2 separate regions of the Mus musculus genome follow, and region 2 is linked to region 1. Evidence: chromatin contacts called from public HiChIP or PLAC-seq data. All regions are on one chromosome and are shown on one strand. Each heading gives the region's core, a stretch centred on a gene start, on an enhancer-like site or on the middle of the called end of the contact. The rest is flanking DNA. Distances are from core to core; before and after follow the strand shown.

The links. HiChIP or PLAC-seq counts read pairs in DNA pulled down with a chosen protein or histone mark.
Region 2: a contact with region 1 is called in an H3K27ac HiChIP or PLAC-seq map of microglia, with 9 times the contacts expected there. The contact joins the promoter of Zfp772 here to the promoter of Zfp28 in region 1. A contact is called at or near these places in 6 of 39 promoter capture datasets (cranial neural crest, frontonasal cranial neural crest, liver and 3 more), 2 of 115 datasets of contacts at active chromatin or transcription factors (astrocytes and microglia) and 3 of 9 other capture datasets (adipose tissue, liver and pancreatic islet).

What each region holds. Positions count from the first base shown.
Region 1 is chr7:6,381,629-6,384,848 of GRCm38.p6, forward strand. Zfp28 (zinc finger protein 28) reads left to right here and starts at 1,690. Exons shown (of 7, transcript NM_175247.3): 1 at 1,690-1,973; 2 at 2,547-2,638. The coding sequence starts at 1,766. Zfp78 (zinc finger protein 78) reads left to right here. Exons shown (of 5, transcript NM_001025163.1): 5 at 1-977.
Region 2 is chr7:7,208,292-7,211,511 of GRCm38.p6, forward strand. Zfp772 (zinc finger protein 772) reads right to left here and starts at 1,707. Exons shown (of 5, transcript NM_145577.2): 1 at 1,427-1,707. The coding sequence starts at 1,504.

The DNA.
Region 1 (3,220 bases), core at 440-2,939:
CTGATGCCCTCTTCTGGAAAGCGGATGTACATACAGATAGAGCATCATTTACATAAAATAATAAACCAACCTTTCAAAAAATCTTTGTGGTGACAATGCTGCAATATTGTTTTTGCTTAAGAATTTTTTAGTATAAAATTTCCTTCTGGTTATATGAGGTGTTTGTGAAGCATAAATGGTTTTATATTTAGATGTTGGTTTCTTTTCTAAAATATTTCATTACGGTATGCACATATTTACCACTCAGAAAAAAAAATAACACTTTTGTTCTCAAACATTTTATATAAAGAATATTCTGCTTGCTCAGCGGTAGTGACACACACTTTTAAAACCAGCCCTTCCAGAGGCAGAGGCAGGCAGATCTCCGAGTTCGAGGCCAGCCTGGTCTACAGAGTGAGTTCCAGAACATCCAGAGCCACACAACACTCTCTCAGATGATAACTGAATGACAAAAATAGGCAGCTCACAGTCCTAAATGGGACATTCTTGTATACCTTCTCAAGGGTCTGGGAACATCGTATTAGACGAAGGAGAAAGAATGTAAGAGTCTGAGAATGGCAAGGAGTGCTGTGGAATGGTTTTGGGCATGTTGTGCTCATGAACTCATAGAAACTGATTACCAGCACAAGATTGCTGGTAATTACCAGCGCCGATCAATATTATAGCCATTGATAGAGGAAGGGCGTACCCCTCCACACCTAGCTGAGGAGCTATAAGCAAATGATGGCAGCTGAGAGAGTGGGAGTCATTTTTCTTTGGGGATGTGGCCTCTGGTAGATTGTTCATGTCACACTCCACTGGTATACTGGTAGGCGGCACTAACAGGGCTATATTTAAAAAAAAAGTGTGGTGGGGTGGCAAAAGGAATGTGGAAGTATTGGGGATGGTTGGGAGAGGAGATGTGTTGGATATGATCAAGATACAGTATATATACATGTATGAAACCGACAAAGAATAAACTGCGCTCCCCTCACCTCACCCCGCTTCCCCGTTTCTCTGTGTAGCCCTGACTGTCCTGGAACTCGCTCTGCAGATCAGGTTGGTCTCGAATTCTGAGATCCGGCTGTCTCTTACTCCCGGGCACTGCGATTAAAGGCAAGAGTGAACATATTAAAGAGGCACCGCAGAAGAAAACCTGGGGAAACCTGCAGACCTAAAACTTGGTAGTACATACAGAGGGGCATTTTGAACACTAGGCACTAAAGTCGAGGTGGTCTAGTGGAGAGGTGAAGATTGCAATGGCAGCAACTGAATCCCAAACTGAAAAGTACATGCAACCAGAACCACTGTGGACTTGCCAAAAGCCCGCATTGCCCCAGCCCAATTCACAGCATCCTCCAACTCCCCTTCCTCCAAACAACCTCAAATCGCGCGCCACTAGCCCTGCCGCTGCACTCGTACGCTCCAATTGTCACCAGGACTCCCAGAAGCCTCTGAGGAACTGTTTTGAATTTCGCGGGACTCGTGTTTCCGGCAGGGTCCCGCGGTTCTCCCACAGGGTCTTGTAAAAACCAGCTGGGCTCTAAAGGATTTCTCCGCTGGGGACTACACTTCCCAGGGGGCCTTGTGCTCAAGCAAAGTCCACTTCCGGTGCGTTCCGGAGGAACTGCCTGAGGGTCCGATCTTTTAGGGCGGGGTTGGGCAGGGCGAGGGCGTGGCTGGCGAGGGCGTGGCGGGCGTGGGTGTTGCCGGGGGTGTGTCCCTGAGCAGCGGCCTTGAAGGGTGTCTGCAGCCTGGCTAGGAGAGCGTGCGCCCCTCGCGTGACATGCAGGGAATGGCGAGTGTAGTGTCATGCGAACCCTGGGCCCTCCTGGGGCGTGGCGCCCTCTGCACAAAGGCCAGGCCTGGTGGAGGTCCGGCGGCGGGGACTGTAGTTGCTCCTGGGAGCCCCGACCGGGGAAGGCCGCGCTCCAGGAACAGCCTGGCCTCCCAGGATCAGCAAGGAGCAGTGACCTCGGGGACCGCGCACAAAGGTGAGTGTCATGTTTCTGGGCTGAGTGGACAAAGATGAATCTATTCTGGGTGTGAAGGAAGGGTAAGGTCCGATGGTTCTCGAGGCCTTGGTGCTGGAGATGGTGTCTCTGGGCGCGTGATTGTGATGGTTAAATAACCAATCCTCGAAAGCTCAACTTGAGGCAGAGAAGTCAGGCAGAGGTGCTGGAGGGACGTTGACAACTACAGGGTCAACTTAGTTTAGACTTGTATCCATGTCAATGCTTCAAGAAATGAAACTCCCAGTGCGACAAGAGATGGCTTAGCCATTGTACTTGTTCCTCTTGCAGAGGTTCCTAGCACCCACATAGTGAGTCACAACCATCCCTAACTCCTATTGCAGGGGATAGAACATTCTCCTCTGAACTTTGTGGGCATCAGGCACACACACGTGGTGCACATATATTCATGCAAGTAAGACGAGAAAAGAGACAACCTGATTCCACATCCTACCCTGTCCTTACTCCCGCACAGGGTAATAAGGGTTTGGCATCTCTGCTCATGCACGGTGTAGTCTCGTGTAGATTTGGTGTCTAGTCCTTCCTTTCCTCCAGCTCTGTTTTCCAGAGATACCAACTTCCTCCAGGAGATAAACCGCAAACAGGAAGCTGCCCCTACAGGGACTAGACATAAAGCCAAGTCGCAGGTGAGTCACATTTCCTCTTTGCTTCCTGAAACAGTCTTGCCTTTTCAATACTTAATGGTGTTTATTTTCTGTGAAAAGTTTTCAGTTTAAGAGACCTGTCCTGGGTGCTGTTTCTTCCTACTCCGGTGAGTGATGGGCTACAGGGCTAGCTTCAAACTGATTCTCTTTCCTTTTCATCCCAACTGTTCCTTCTTGGTTGAAGAAATGATTCATCCCTTTCATTGTCCCATTTATCTCAGAAGGGTTTTTTTGTTTGTTTGTCTTTTGTTTTGGATAAGGTCTATCTACATAGCTCTGGCTGCCCTGCAACTCACTATGTACACTATATAGACTAGGCTGGTCTTGAACTCACAGAACTCTGCCTGCCTCTTATGAGTGCAGGAATTAAAGGTGTTTCCCATCATATTCTTCTGATTCTTATGTTCAGAAACGCTGCAGTGCTTCCACCTGGTTTCTATGATGCTCACCTTGGAGGAGAAATATATTGTGGTTAAGGCTTGCTTAGGGGGTTGAAGAGAGGGTTCAGTGGGCAAGAGTACTTCCTCTGGAAGCACAAGGACCTGAGTTTGAATCCCAAGTGCC
Region 2 (3,220 bases), core at 457-2,956, 830 kb after region 1:
CTGAGCACATGACTAATGTTTCTTTCAAAAGTTTCACAAATGGGTACATATGATTTCAAAATGTTGTTTTGTCTACCCACATTGAATTAAGACTTTGGAATTAATTAGCCTTTACACAACATTTGCAAGGCAGAAGCAAGCAGACTTTTGTGCATCTGAGGCCAACATGATGTATATAGGTCAGCTAGAGTCATGGGGTGTGTCAATGGGGAGAGGGAGGATAGCTAATAACAAGGCAGACTACTCAAATGCTGAATGCAATCATAGAATTGTAAAATCTTTCAGTAGTATTTAAAAATTAGTAATATTAATTTTAATTACTAATATAACTTAGTAATATTATTTAAAAAATAAAATTATTTTTAATTTAATTTTCCCTCACAGCTACACTTAGTTCAGCAGCACATCCTGATGGCTGAGTTTTTAAAACTCATTGGAAAGGTAGGAGTGGTTGGCTCCGATTAGGGCTCTTCCACCATGAACCAGAGTTCAGTTGGCAGCCCTTACCCAAAGGAGACCCTAACCCACAAGAAGGCAAATCTCTGTGAATTTGAGGCTAGTGTGGTGTAAACAGTGAGTTTGAGCCTAGATCAAAAGTAAATGAATAAAGTAAAAATATAACAAAGGGTTCTTTAATCTCATCACTTGTGAGTTAGAGATAGAAGAATCTCTCTGAGTTTGAAGACACCCTGGTACATAGAGAGACAGGACAGCCATGACTACATAGAGAGGCCCAGTCTGAGGGAGAAGGAGGGGAGAGGGAGAGGGGGAGGGGGAGGGAGAGGGAGAGAGGCAAAGGAATAGGGAGAGGGGTTAAGGAAGACGGAAGAGGAGAGAGTGGAAAGGGTAGAGGGAGGGAGGGAGAGCAGGAGCCCACCAGGCCTCCTGGGGGCGGTGGAGGAGGAAAGGAGGTGGGGGAGAGGGGCATACAGAGAGAATAAAATAACTCCATCAAAGATCTGAACACCACCATCACCCACCCTACAACTCCCCCACCCCTGCTACAGCTTGCATTCCAACTCAAACATGAGTGCACAGGATTTACCCAAGGATTCACAGGTCTCTGCCTACACCCATATTACCCCCACCCCATGCTCAGAAAACTGACTAGATGGAATCTCTCACCTGTTCAAATCTTCTTGGCCACCAGAATCTAATCTAATTCCCTCATCTAATGCCAGTAGAGCTCAGGCCCTCCCACAAGCCTTGAGAGGTACAGTCCACCACACTGAGTCAGATGGGATGGCTCAAGCGATCTAGCACACAGATGACAAAAACAAAACAAAACAAAACAAAACAACCCAACTACCATAATTTCGTCCACCGGTGCCCTACAGTCGGGGACATGGGAGTCTACCCTGTTGGCTCCTGACCCAGATCTCAGCGCTCTAGAACTCAGGTAGGTGGGCGATCACTAGGCACTCACCTGGGGCAGGGCTCCACCCGCAGCCTCCACAATCACCATTGGGCTCCACTGGCCAGCCGGGCCCTGGGATGTGGCCATCCCTCCTCCAAGCTTGGATTAGATCACACGGGCTGTCGAAAACCTCAGCTCCGTCTCCGTGACGGAGGAAAAACGCCTCAACTCTACAGTTTTCCTGCCATGACCAATACTGATAAAACCAGTTTTCTGTGAAGCAGACTGACAGATCCAGAAAGTTTCAAAGAACCTCCTGCACGCAAAGCCGAAAGTCCCGCCCAGCGTCCTTTTGTCGTCACTAACGCGCCTATTTTCATTGGCTTTTCTCGGTGCAATGTCTTCTGGACAATGTAGTTCAGACGTGATCAAGCGCCAGGAAGTGGACACACCTCCCCAGATGGAGCCTTACACTCAATCTGTTAGGGAGAGTGTTGTGATTATAGATGTGTCAATATTTCCTTGAGCTCCAAAAGCCGGGCTTGCTGAAACACTCCTGAATTCCAGAACTGCTGGCAGAGGCAAGTTGATGTTTGGGATTAGAAACTAGCCTGTCACAGTGAGTTCCAGACCAGACAGAAAACCTTACAGAGTGAACATGACCCTAAGCTGGGCCATGTGAGGAGAGGAGATCTGAAAAGAGAAAGAGGGGCCTCCAACCAAGAGGGACCACCTGAGCCAAGAGACTAGCACAGCTAAAAGTGGCTGAGTTATAGAGTGGTCAGAGGAGCTGGAAGGAGGAAAGCCCAGGGGATCACCTGGACTGGGGAGTTTGGGCTGTGTGGTGGCTGGGGGTTGGGGGGAGGCATGCCAGCCAGGAACAGAGGGATGCTGAGAGGCCACTGTCCAGTTTGATATGTTAATGGACACTTTAGTTCAACATTTTTGCCTTGGATTTAAGACCCAACAGGTTATAGGTCTTTGTGTGAATGATACCTGACAGGTCTTCTTGCAAAGAAAACTTAGGAAATTACCATAGAGGAAGAAAGAAAGGACATATTTGGAATCGAGTATCCTTTCACCACTGATCTCAAGAATTCAAACTCTTCTCAGTTATACACATCAGACAGGAGGTCATCACGAATAACTTTTCTATTATGCATTCCCATGCTAAGAGAAATTTGGGGATGCATTACGGGATTCAGCCCAGAAAATGACTTTGGTGTGGCACTGAGGATGCACTTCACTTCAAAGGAAAGACTCGAGTAGCAGCTTCCCGGGGAAAGGGAACACTGGAGCATATGTACTGTGATCTAGTCTGCTGGGAGTCCTGTTAACTCCTTAACACTGCTTCTCCACTGTCCATCTCTGCAACTGCCCTGGTATCCATGGCTAACTGTCTGAACTATGTTGACCAGAACCCACTGTGTGCAGAAAGGCAGGAAGAGTGGTGGGAGTTGTTAGTGCATACATATAATCCTAGTGGATATCTGAGTTTGTGGCTAGCTTAGTCTACCATCTAGTGCAGCCAAGGCTACACAGAGAAAGCCTGACTCAGAGGAAAGGAAGAAAGGAGAGAGGGAGAGGGAGAGGGAGAGGGAGAGGGAGAGGGAGAGGGAGAGGGAGAGGGAGAGGGAGAGGGAGAGGGAGAGGGAGAGGGAGAAAAGGTTTTCCCCTGGAGCTGAGACAGGTCTGAAGTCTGCACCACCACAGTATAACTGGTCTAAGCCTTGGGTACAAACGCCCCTATCCATGTGCCTCTCTGCACATCCCTGTCTGCTGGCCTGTTGATGCTGGATGGGTGGCAGAGAATCCTTAGCTTACCTGATTGTTGCAGCACCCTGGTGTGTGGGTCCTAAGCCC